Linked DNA regions of Mus musculus: all the other regions are linked to region 3. Evidence: chromatin contacts called from public Hi-C and HiChIP or PLAC-seq data. All regions are on one chromosome and are shown on one strand. Each heading gives the region's core, a stretch centred on a gene start, on an enhancer-like site or on the middle of the called end of the contact. The rest is flanking DNA. Distances are from core to core; before and after follow the strand shown. Region 1 overlaps Hivep3 (human immunodeficiency virus type I enhancer binding protein 3). Region 2 overlaps Hivep3 (human immunodeficiency virus type I enhancer binding protein 3). Region 3 overlaps Hivep3 (human immunodeficiency virus type I enhancer binding protein 3).

Region 1 (3,762 bases), core at 1,110-3,609, 120 kb before region 3:
TCAGAGGTCCAGAACAGAAATGCTTACACACACGTACACACACACACACAGTGTGCAGCAGCAGCAGCCATGGCTTCCCTGTTATCTTCTCAGCATACATCATCCTTTTAAACCTCCCTGTGTTTCCACACTGAGCTGGGCACAGACAGTTTCCACAGAGACTGCAGTAGCCTGAGCAGAGCCAGAAATAACTCCAATGAGATGAAAAGCATCCCCTGCCCATCCCTTCCTCCCTACTCACTCCTCCCTCCACCCCATGGGGGAAGGCCCCACCGGAGGCCCTCTCCCAGACTTGGGAAACAGTCCTCTGCAGCCTGGCTCCAGGGAGACGATGCAAGGGCAGTGATTGGTACCCGAGGATCAGGCTGCAGGGCGGAGCCTCCTCCCTAGCTGCACCTCTACCAGCTTCCAACTGTTTCTTCTCTACCTTCTTGCTGCCAGCTACTGGGATACAGTTCTGATCTTGTACCCAATTCTAAGGTCTGGGGATGGACCTGGGCCAGCCTCTGGCACTCATGAAGAGCCACAGCCAGGGGACTGTTCTCCCCGTGGGCCGCCAGCTCTACCTCTACCCTGTGCCCACCCTCTTTTTCTTCCAGTCTTGAGAAGCTTGTTGGTAACGCTCAGCAAAATGTTCCTCCTCCCAGGCTCTTCCTGAGTGCTCCTGAGAACCAGAGTCCCCTGTAGTAAGGCTGAGCACGCAGGCAGCGCTGTTCTAGGTGGTCTCAGGAGCACCCCACCACCGTTGATTCTGACCTCACATCTAGTTCAGTCGAGGACATGAACGTCTGGGTACTGAGCTGGGCAAGTGCTAAGGAACTCTGCATCGGCTTATCTAGTCTTTACCTGGGAGGACTGGGAGTGAGAAATGGAGACCGGAGAGGAGAAATGGTCGGGTCACACTGCCTTCTCCAGGCTGCAAAGCCCTGAGGCTGCAGCTACAAATCTAACCCAGGGAGGAGGGTGTGTGTGGTGGGGGAGGGGAGGAGACACATTGGCAACAATGACAGATGCCAATGAAAAATTTCCAACTTGCTCCCTGCAAAGCCACATGTGACTCAAGATACCTTCAATTTTGCCCCTCTGTTATATGATGGGAATTCAGTATATGATTTTATTTGGGTTAAAAAAAAATAGTTAAGGGTCTGAGAGGAGGTTCCACTATCTAAAACATCATGAGATAGCCAACCTCAACTCACGCCCAAGCAAAGCCAAGGCTCAGAAAGGGAATAAAGCTGCCCTAAGGCAAGGCTTTCCTTGGGGCACCCCAACCTGTTTCTCTTCCAGGGAAGCTCCATGTGAGGCCCCCTTTGGCCTTTCTTGCTGCAGCTTAGAATCCAGGTTGCTGTGCCTCCCGTTAGATCCCTTAAGCACTGTATACTCGGTGTCTACAGCTCCCAAAACTCAGGCTCCATGACCTTGTCTGCACTGTTAGGACATCTGTGTGGGGCAGCAGGTGCATCTGTATATATGAGCCTGCTCTGACCGGTCATGAGCAGTGACTACATTGGGATCACAGGCAGCAGTGCCAGGCCCTGAGTCACTGTTCCTGGTCAATGGAAAGAGCTCTATATTTAACATCAAAAGCCTCAAGCAGAGTCCCACTTCTGCTGCTCACCACTCTATGGCCTCGAACCGCCCACCCGACTTCTCTGAGTCTTTCCCCTGGGGGGGGGGTGAAGATGTTTCCCGTAAGGAGAGGGTATGGGTTCAAATGAGGTGACCAGTGTGAATGGTCTGAGCCTGCCAGTGTGGGTCACAGTCCCCCATGCCATAATCCTGTTGTAGGCTGTGGATGGTCCATGCTAGAAAGCGCTCAGTGTGTGTTTGCTAAAACCTCCATCTGCAAACATCTGCTGAGCTGCACATGGCTACAGGAAGACATGGGCTGGAGGAAATAAGCAATTTTCTCCAAATACATTTCCTGTGAGGCCCAAATGCTGGGAAGTGGGTTGGGGTGTCTAGGATGAGTAGCAGGATACAATGATGGCTTCTTCTCCAGGACCTCTCCGGGCAGCTAGGGAGAGCTCTGGCAGGAGGGCCTTACCCTGAGGTGCTGGGTCAAAGGCAAGCAAGGGTGTTCCAGGGAAGCAGGATCCTGGGAGCAAGTCCAGAGCCCATTCCCTTCAGCATCTTCATGGAGACAGGAAAGAAAGAACTGAAAATATGCTCATTAAATCTGCATCTGGCACCCGGCTTGGCAGGGTTGCCAAAATTCTGTAAGACTAGAATTAAATTAGCAAATTGGAAGTCGGATGATTTTAAGCAGGCATGATGGAATTCATCAGGGCCAGGTGGAAGCTGGTGGGGGAAGGGGACCAGGAAAGCCCACATCCCCGGGGGTTGGAAAGCCTGGCTGTGAACAGAAACAGAAGAGAAACGAGCCAGACATGATCCACACGACTGAGGTTCACCCTGGGCATGTGGGGTGACAGAGGGCCCATACTGCAAGGTGGGAGAGACAGGAGGCGTGGAAGGGGTGGCTAGATGACAGCCTTCTCTTCACAATGAAGAAAGGAGCCTTGAGGCTGTCTAGGTGAGAGGCAGATGGGTTCTCTGAACAAGTGGCTCTACGTGGGTGACACCGCAGGAGAGTGGCTGACACTGTTGTAATCGCCACTGAATACTTACTAAGTTTGGGAAAACACTAAGTGGAAATTCAGGGGTGGAGGAAGGACCAACCTCCATGGAGGAAAAAAGAAGACGGGGGAGATGTTCATGGGGCACTCACAAGGTGCTAGGCACCAGGTGTGATGCCCACCATGACTCAGCACCACACTAATCCTATACATCAGAGGTTTACTTCCTTTTCTTCTTTCTGTCTTTCTTTTTAACTGTCTTTACTTAAAATGCTCATGTTCCTGAGCACGGGAACTAATGCCTCTGATCCCAGCACTTGGGAAGTGAAGCCAGAAGGACTAGGCCTTCAGGGCTATCCTAGGCTACATAGAAATACAGAAGGCAGCTGGACCTGCATGAAGTTCTGTTGCAAAACAAAACAAATACATATTCAAGTCAGGCATAGTGGCTCACTCAAATAATCGCAGAATTTGGGAGGCAGAGGCAGGAGTACTATCATGATTTGAGGCCAGCCTAGGCTACAGATTGTATAAAGTGAAGCCCTACCACAAAAGAACCATAAATAAATAAACAAATAATATATAAATAAATAAGAACCAAAATAAATAAATTAAATTAAATAAATGTATGAACACACACACACACACACACACACACACACACACACAAAGAGAGTGGTATTATGAGGTTGACAGTGTCTCTTCCACCCTCTCAAATTCGACTCCTCTCTGAGGCAGCTTCCATGAGCACAGAAACCACTCTTCATGTGCAGGGCCACACTTAGTCTGCACTAACCTGAACATGTTCTGGGTTAGCACAGGATTGTACAGAACACATTGCATGGAAGCCTTCTTCTGGTGAGGAGTATACCCTGACTCTCCTTCCTGGCTGGCCCCAAAGGGACACATCTTTCTTTATAATGGATGCAAGACATCCCACACTACTATTTGAGCATAGCCTCAGCCAGGCACGAAGAGCCTTGTCAGTCCTCTGACACACAACATGCTACAGGAAAGGCCCTTACACACAGGTCTCTCTGGATCTGGGATTGGCCTGATTAAGCAAGTATGTCCTCTGAAAGCCTTCATTCACGACAATTGAGCCTTCCGAGTTCCCTAGGTCTTTGCAAGCATTTGATTTCTATGCATCACTATACATTTTTTTCCTTTTCCTTTTTTCTTT
Region 2 (3,840 bases), core at 916-3,415, 100 kb before region 3:
GGAAACTGATAGGCAACCATTCCTTTCCTGGTGCTTCTGCTTGCCAAGTTGAATGTGAGGAGAAGGAGATAGGCACCATGGGGCAGGGAAGAGGCCACATTCCTTCTAAGGCTCCAATTCAAAAAGATGGCAGTCCAGGTGTTCCAGACTAGAATGCTAGATGCTAGTTTCCATGGAAATGCTACACACACATACACGCACATGCATGCTCTCTCTCTCTCTCTCTCTCTCTCTCTCTCTCTCTCTCTCTCTCTCTCTCTCTCACACACACACACACACACACACACACACACACACACACACACATCTGCTCCAAAGTCAGCATCACAACATAGAGACTTCACAGTCCTAGAACTCAGGACAGGGCTGACATCTGATCTGCATCTCCATGTGCAGTGTCCTTTGCAGCTCCTAACAACCAAATGATAGGCAGGCTTTTGGAATACTCTGTGGTTCCTAAGGTGTGGGGCCTGTCACAGTGTTCTTGGCAGAATTTTCACGGTAGGGGTGAGCAACCGCCCCGAGGGCCCTGGCTTATTTTTGTTTAGGTCTTCTTCCTATCAGTCATTCATTTTTCCACCTCTTTTCCCCTGTGGCTATCATTTTCTAGACTCAGATTCTCTGTGCCCCTCCCTCCATCCCTCTCCTCTCTCTCTCTCTCTCTCTCTCTCTCTCTCTCTCTCTGTATGTGTGCTTATGTGTATGTGTTTTGTGGTGTGGGGTGTGTGTGTGTGTGTGTGTGTGTGTGTGTGTGTGTGAGAAAGAGAGAGAGAGAGAGAGAGAGAGAGAGAGAGAGAGAGAGAGAGAGAGTTAGTTCATGCATGCGTTTGGCATTCCCTGCCTCTCCTGGGGAGAATGCTGGAGGTCTCAGCATCTCTCTGGGTGTCCTTTGGATTCCCTTCAAGCCTCTCTTCCTGCCTGAGCACTGTGCAGCCAGCCAGCCCCCCAGCTCCCTGATCCAGTCTATAATCTGTGGCTGTGGGTGACAGGAAAGGCCTTGAGCCATGTGGACCGGGGTTCCTGGGGATGTTCACTGCTTTTGATTACCTCATCTTGAAAGGCTTTTGTGACATTTTAACAAGATAGCTAAGGTAGCTTGACAGACTTTTGAAAGAGAGTACCCAGCATCTAGCAGAGGCTAAGTACACAGCACCAGTCACCACCGGTCCTCACACTGTGATCTAGAATCCGAGCCTCCTCATCGTGCTTATATTCGTGAACAGGGGTTCATCATGGCAAATCGGAAACCAGCATCTCTTGTTCACTTTTGCTGCCTTACTTCAGGCCAACAAGTCACACTGGGCCTCGCTCTACCACCCCACTCAGGCTGGTCTTATCTTTCTTTCTTTCCTTTTTCTGAGTAGCCTGAAACCCACTATGTAGATCAAGTTGCCTTCAAACTCACAAAAATCCTTCTGCTTGCACCTCTATCTACCTCCTAAGTGAATTAAGGGGAGTATGTCCATCATACCAGGCCTGGGCAGCTCTGTTAAATCCCTCTGAACATGTGAGATACTCTTAGACAAAATCAAGTGAGACCCTGTCAGGCTAAAGCATCCTTTCCTAGTGCCTTTGAGAATTAAAGCCCAGTTTCCCCTCTCAGACATGCTGTCTGCACCTTGTCCTTATCCATGTGGCCTTCTCACCTCACTGAAGCTTTAGGAGTTTCTGGGTCTGCTAAGTACACTTCGCATATACAACCCTGTATTAGCTTCTCATCTGTGTCTTCATAGTTGCTACGTACGTAGCATCAAGGGCATCCCCAGTCCCCAGATGGGACTGGCTGTGCCCAGCACTGGCTGTGCTGGCCTGGTCCTCCTCTGCACTCTTTTCTTCACTAGGTGCCACATTAGACTCTACATCTCACAAGCACATGTCAGTCCCAGGAAGGTCACAGGCATGCAGAGAACGTTGGGCATCACGCTGTGCCCTTACAGTCGTCCTGCTCAGCAAACAGCCACTGCGAGAGGCCACTTAACCTCCAGTCCATGATTTCCCCCACTCCCCCAAAGGACAGGAGGATCTTCTCCATTTTCTGCTGACCCTTGGGCCTGCCTCAGTTCTGGATTCTCACATGTATTTCTGAAAGGGACTCCCACAGGGTTTGCCCTCCCTACCAAGAGGCCCCAGGTGGAGAAGGCAGGGCCTTCCCTTCCAGGAAATGAGATGAGTCAAGCCACATTCCCCTGGCATCTCTGAGAGCAGGCTTTCCCCAGCCAAGGGACTGGCTGGGTTGTCAATAACAAATGTTCTTCTATCCAGGGCCTTGTGCTCAGCATCAGAGCAAGTATTTGGGGGTCTGGATTCACTCAGACTGAGGCACAGGTCCTAGCCCAGTGCTTATCACTACTTAGTTCCAAAGGTCAAGCTCAGTTTCTTCAGGTGTAAAATGAGGTGTGGGGGGGGGGCGCATCCCAGGACATGGTTCCTAGGACTAGGTGAGAGCTAACAGAATCAAAGGTAAAAAGGGATCTGAGGCACCAAGCCCTGAAGCTGGCACGCAGAGCGTGCTCAGTAAAGGAAGTCCCGCCCCCTCCCTCCTCTCCAGATCTGCGGACACTGATGACCTAGGCTCTGTCCTCGTGGCTCATACAGTTAGGGACGGGGAAGTATGAAGAATAAGTCACAGGAATAACGCTCACACAAGGTGAACAGTAACAGTCGTGCAGTGGGGTGGGGTGGGGGGCTCGGAGTAGCAAAAGGGAGATGGGAACTCTGGAATAGTGCTGTGGTGCCCTTTGTCCAACTGTGATAGATACGGCTTGTATGACCAGCTCAGGGTCGAGAGTCAGGGTCAAGGTGTAGGCAGCTACCATGGGGGAGACAAATCCTGCTCCCTGGTGGGTAACAGCCAGTTTCAGGAAGACCTTGTACTGTGGAAAATAACTGACAACAGGAGGAAGAGAAGAAGAGAGAATGGGAGGGGGTGGGGCTGGTTCCCAGGCTACTTTCAGGAGCCTCGTCCAATAATAACAAAGGCACATGGGTGTCTTGCTCCACCCGACTGGAACCTTTGGGCTTTTGAGGCAGGAGGGGCATCTCTAGACTTCCATCCTTCAGCCTCAGGGTCTTCCCAGGGAAGAACCATCCTCCTCCAGGAAGGGCCTGGCCCAGGAAGGCAGCTCACAGGACTCTTTCTGCCATGTCTTTGCTTGTACTGTTTCATCCCTTGTGTTTCTGTCCCTTGTACCTTCCCCTGTAGAGGCTCATCATGCTCCTTGACCATTTAGGGAACGCAATCCACTCTCCTTCCCGTGCTGTGTTTTCCTCTGGTTTTGAAGACTGGATTTAAAACCTCCACTTTCAAAACTCCGATTCCACTAAAGTATTTCTGCCTAAGCCCTCTCCCCCACCCTGGATTTTGTGAGTTCCAACAAGGGGCAATGTTTGGTGCTTAGTGGATGCTCAACACATGTGGAACCTGAAAGGTTCTTTCCTTGTGTGCCCCACTGCCTAGGAGAACAGGCAGCCTAGGAAAACAGGCAAACCTCCATCGGTCCCTGGGGGACTCCAGGCTCCTCCCACTATCAGCTACTCTATAGGAAAACAAACTCTCATAGCAATGGTAATCTCCTGTAACTTGCCTCTCATGTACTGACTCCTGGAAATCTGACCATAGGATGAGGGTCCCACAGGCACCCTGGCGCACCTGACTGAGTACAGAGAGGAAGGGCTGAGATCTTAGGAGGGAAGGTAGCCTCTTTGATGTCTAAGTCTGGGCCTGAGAGGGGGAATTAGGGGGTCTGGGAGTCTCCAGCAAAGGTGGGACTATAAGAGGGAGTGACAGGACGTAGGGAGGGAGCACACACATGTACCATATCTTCTCTCTCCCGAAAAACT
Region 3 (3,792 bases), core at 367-2,866:
ATTATAAACCTCACGTCTTAGGTCAAGGCTAAGGTTTTAAAGGTCAACACATAGAGGCTAAAGAGATGGCTTAGCAGTTATGAGCATCTGCTGTTCTTGCAGAGGACCTGGGTTCAGTTTCCTCACAACCATCTGGAACTCCAGTTCTAGGGGACCTGGTGCCCTCTACTGCCTTCAGCAGATACCAGACAAGCATGTGGTGCACATACATACATGCAAGTGAAACACTCATGCATGTAAACAAACAAACACATTTAAGGAAGGACTTGTGTAAATGCTGGTCTAGACAGCAGGTCATGGCTGGGAAGGTAGAATGCACGGGCTTTTAGGGGAAGATAGATTGATTTAGACTGAAGCCTGAGGCTCAGGGAGGAGAAACTCTGGAGAGAGGAAGCTCAGAGTTTCCAGTGTCACAATGCAGTCAGCAGCTCACCTGGGACCAGATGGGGCCCACACCACCATGTCCTCCCAGGCATTCCAAATTCTGGCATGCTCAGAGCCCTGCTGGAGCACCTTTGCAAGCACAGGAAAAGCAGCTTGTCAGCACTTGGCTTGTCAGCAGACAGGGCCACACACAAATCCTAGTCACCCGAAGGAGTAAAGGCAGCTGCTTAGCAAATGCCCTCAACATCTGACTCCACTTTTGCATTTCCCAGCGGTGCAACCCTGGATACACTGTATAACCTCTCTGAGCTTCTGTTCTCAAAGCCACAAGTGGAGACAATAGGTAAAAGGTCTGGGTTGATGTGGTGGTTTGAATAGAAATGGTTCCCATAGACTCAAGTTTGAATGCTTGGCCCATAGAAAGCAGCACTGTTAGGAGGTGTGGCCTTGTTGGAGTAGGCGTGGCTTTGTTGGAAGAAGTCTGTCACTGTAGAAGTGGGCTTTGAGGGTGTAAGAAGGTCAAATTTGGCCAGTGTGCACAGTCTCCTTCTGCTACCTGAGGATCAAGATGTAGAACTCTCAGCTCTGTTTCCTTTCCCCCTTCTTTCCCCATTCCCTTCCTGCCTCTTTCTACACATATTCATGATCCTCTACATCTCTACTTTCTTTCTCTGCCTCTACAACCTTCTTAACTCCCCTCCTCATGCCCTTAATAAACCCTATTCTATACTAAAACAAAACAAAACAAAACAAAACAAAACAAAACAACAACCCAAACACTGGCTGCTCCTCAAGAGGACTTGGGTTCAATTCCCAGCATCCACGCTGTGGCTCACAATCATCTATAATGGAATCTGCTGCCCCCTTCTGGCCTCCACAGGCATAACACTTGTATACATAAAACAAAAATAAATCTTTTAAAGGTGGCTAGTGAATCGGGTGCATAGAAGTGAGTAAGGAGAAATGAGGCCCCTCTTTTCCTTCCCCTAAGAGCAAGAGCTAAGTGCCCCCCAACTGCACCCACGAAAACCCACACAGGAAGCCTTTCATCACGGAATCTATGGGTCACATCCTCACTCCCAAGCCCTCAGTGGCCCCATTTCTCATTCCTACAAGTCTGCGGGTTGAACGTGCAGTTTTGCTCTCTGCTTGATCCCCATTCACCTCGTGCTCCCCTTGTTCCCATTAACACAATGTCTCCACTTTCATTTCTCATTACCCCTGTGGCTGAAACATCACTGTTGCAATGAGCTGAAACCTCAGATCTGATCGATGTTGCCCTGACGGTGTCCCAGTGACTCACTCTTCTCTACAGAACCAAGCCAGACTCCAACCACTGGCCACGATCCTGTGAAATCTGGCTAATTCCCCCTCTCTCACAGACATGTGTTTTTACACCCCACCCACACACGTGCATTCTCACACATATGGTCTACTCCCAGGATCCTTACAGCAGCAGGCCTGTACACCTGCTGGTCTTCTCCCAGAATACTCTACCCGCTCCTGGGAGACTCCTCTGGCTCACCGCACCTGGCCGAGATGGAGCACTTTACTTTACAAACTCACCCCTCCCCTCATTCCTTTACTAAGCCCATTTTCTTCCATTACTCCGTCTAGGCCATGTGACGTAAGGCAAAGCATTGGCTAGAACTACCAAGCAGGAACACAGCTGGCAGCAAGCCACTTCTACCTTTCCCTGCTTCCTTCATGAAAGACGGAGGTGACGGCCAGTGACCTTGTAGTCACCTGAGAATATGAGGTGAATTTCAGGATGAAAACCATGTTCTGTGGTTGGAAGAGCAGTAAGAAAGAAGGAGCCTGGGCTACTCCTCCAATGTGGAGCTGCCATAGGCCATGTCTGGGCCGTCTTCCTTTGGTTCTTGCATGAGAAGAGAACATACACCATTATGTGCCTAAACCTATATTATTTTAGTTAGTTTTTTGGACACTCTTTGGAACATGGGCACATATCCCCTTAGCTTTTGAGTGCCAACCTAGGGACACCCCCTCCATGAAGTCTTTTCAGACAAAATCCCCAGCTTCCACTAAATAGAATTCTCGTCACCCTCCCCCATCCCCAGTTCTCTACCAGGAGAGTTGCTCAGCCTCCCTAGTCACTCAGCCTCCCTAGTCCCTGGCTGCTTGAGGCAAGGGTTTATCACTCTTCTTTCGAGCCCACACACAGACAACACACGCATAACTGGTTCTGCTCAAGGAACATTCTATAGCACAGAGCTGCATCTTCTTGAGAGTCTAGCCCAGGGATGAGGTCATGTCCCCTGCTGGTCAAAGTGGCCTCTCTCAAGATGGAGCAGTGTGGAGCTGCAGGACAGGCCCCAAGTGTGTGAATGTGTGAATGTGTGAATCCCCTTCCTTCCAGCTAGGACTCTGAGCTCTGCCAGCTGAGGCCTGCCTGTCACTAGCCATCCTTCTCAGATCTCCTTTCCTTAACACCCTTAGCTGGCACTTACAACCAGAGGTAAAAGGCTCCTGAAGGGCAGGGATAAACTCCCAGCTGCTACGCTCCTGACACCTGTTCTTCCAGCAGCCACAGCTGCCAAGAAAATGAAGGCAGCTGCCGTGAGCAGACCCACAAGCAGGGAAGATGCAGTGGCCACGATGATATCCCGATGGGGAGGCCTCTTTAGGAATAACCTTGACCTAAAGAATGGACACTTTCCCACAAGCTTCAGACCTACGCATGTCGGCTCAGGCTTAACGATGGGCACAGAAGATATGCAGGCAGAATATCAAAGTGGGAGAAACCCCAGGAACACAAGGTGACAGCAGGCACGCAGCTGCCTCTGAATGTGTCGCTTGCTCCCGCAGAGTGCTGCAGAGCCCCTTGGGAAATGGAGATGTGGATAGCAAGGAGGGTGGAAGGTTCGGATGGCATTTGGAGTCTGCTTCTTCTGATGTGGATCATCACTATAGGGTAGAATGACTCACGGAATTATAGAGGACGGTGTGACAGCCGCGTTCCTTGGCCTCGTGACAAAACACTTTACAGAGTGACTTAGGAGAGGAAAGGTTTGGGTTTGGGTTTCAGATGATTTCAGCACCTCATGGGGCTCTGACTGAGGTAGTGAGATTGTGGCGAGGAACTGTTGTTCACTCTGTGGTTGCCCATGAAGCAGAAAACTAGACCAGAACCAGAGACAGGTATAGCCCAGACGCTTCCTCCCCAGTGTTCTATCTGGCTCACTGGGCACCACCTCTCAAAGGCTCTACAACCTTCCAAACATCGCCACCTCCTGGGGACTCCATGCTCAAAATATGAGCCTGTGGGAAACATTTTAGATTCAGGCCACAATACAGGACCCCAGTGTGATCTAAGGAAGACTTCCCTTGTAACATAACTGCCCCATGTGGGAACTGGATGCCTGGGTGGCTCTCACCCCATGTACT

Evidence for each region. A called contact is a pair of places that touch in the nucleus more often than the background predicts. HiChIP or PLAC-seq counts read pairs in DNA pulled down with a chosen protein or histone mark.
Region 1: a contact with region 3 is called in a BATF HiChIP or PLAC-seq map of CD8 T cells, with 13 read pairs. The contact joins two enhancer-like sites. A contact is called at or near these places in 5 of 15 datasets of contacts at CTCF or cohesin (CD8 T cells, the NIH/3T3 cell line, large pre-B cells and 1 more), 24 of 484 Hi-C or Micro-C datasets (B cells, the C3H10T1/2 cell line, CD8 T cells and 17 more), 22 of 115 datasets of contacts at active chromatin or transcription factors (the 230-238 cell line, CD8 T cells, the NIH/3T3 cell line and 16 more) and 2 of 9 other capture datasets (adipose tissue and embryonic stem cells).
Region 2: a contact with region 3 is called in a Hi-C map of CD8 T cells, with 2.6 times the contacts expected there. The contact joins two enhancer-like sites. A contact is called at or near these places in 1 of 39 promoter capture datasets (hippocampal neurons), 5 of 15 datasets of contacts at CTCF or cohesin (CD8 T cells, the NIH/3T3 cell line, large pre-B cells and 1 more), 23 of 484 Hi-C or Micro-C datasets (the 3T3-L1 cell line, 3T3-L1-derived adipocytes, B cells and 17 more), 21 of 115 datasets of contacts at active chromatin or transcription factors (the 230-238 cell line, CD8 T cells, the NIH/3T3 cell line and 15 more) and 2 of 9 other capture datasets (adipose tissue and embryonic stem cells).

The regions. Positions count from the first base shown.
Region 1 is chr4:120,043,813-120,047,574 of GRCm38.p6, reverse strand. All of the region lies in intron 2 of Hivep3 (human immunodeficiency virus type I enhancer binding protein 3), which reads right to left. Among named protein-coding and RNA genes, the nearest start is that of Gm38632, 12 kb to the right of the region's middle. Within about 2 kb of position 2,359, at least 35 of the 459 cell types and tissues checked have an H3K27ac peak or open chromatin away from gene starts, as enhancers often do. A contact at or near this core is called in CD8 T cells, where this site is marked.
Region 2 is chr4:120,026,191-120,030,030 of GRCm38.p6, reverse strand. The region is part of intron 2 of Hivep3 (human immunodeficiency virus type I enhancer binding protein 3); the gene reads right to left. The region is part of intron 1 of Gm38632 (a long non-coding RNA gene); the gene reads left to right. Among named protein-coding and RNA genes, the nearest start is that of Gm38632, 5.3 kb to the left of the region's middle. Within about 2 kb of position 2,165, at least 16 of the 459 cell types and tissues checked have an H3K27ac peak or open chromatin away from gene starts, as enhancers often do. A contact at or near this core is called in CD8 T cells and Th2 cells, where this site is marked.
Region 3 is chr4:119,921,050-119,924,841 of GRCm38.p6, reverse strand. The region is part of intron 1 of Hivep3 (human immunodeficiency virus type I enhancer binding protein 3); the gene reads right to left. Among named protein-coding and RNA genes, the nearest start is that of Hivep3, 110 kb to the right of the region's middle. Within about 2 kb of position 1,616, at least 22 of the 459 cell types and tissues checked have an H3K27ac peak or open chromatin away from gene starts, as enhancers often do. A contact at or near this core is called in CD8 T cells and Th2 cells, where this site is marked.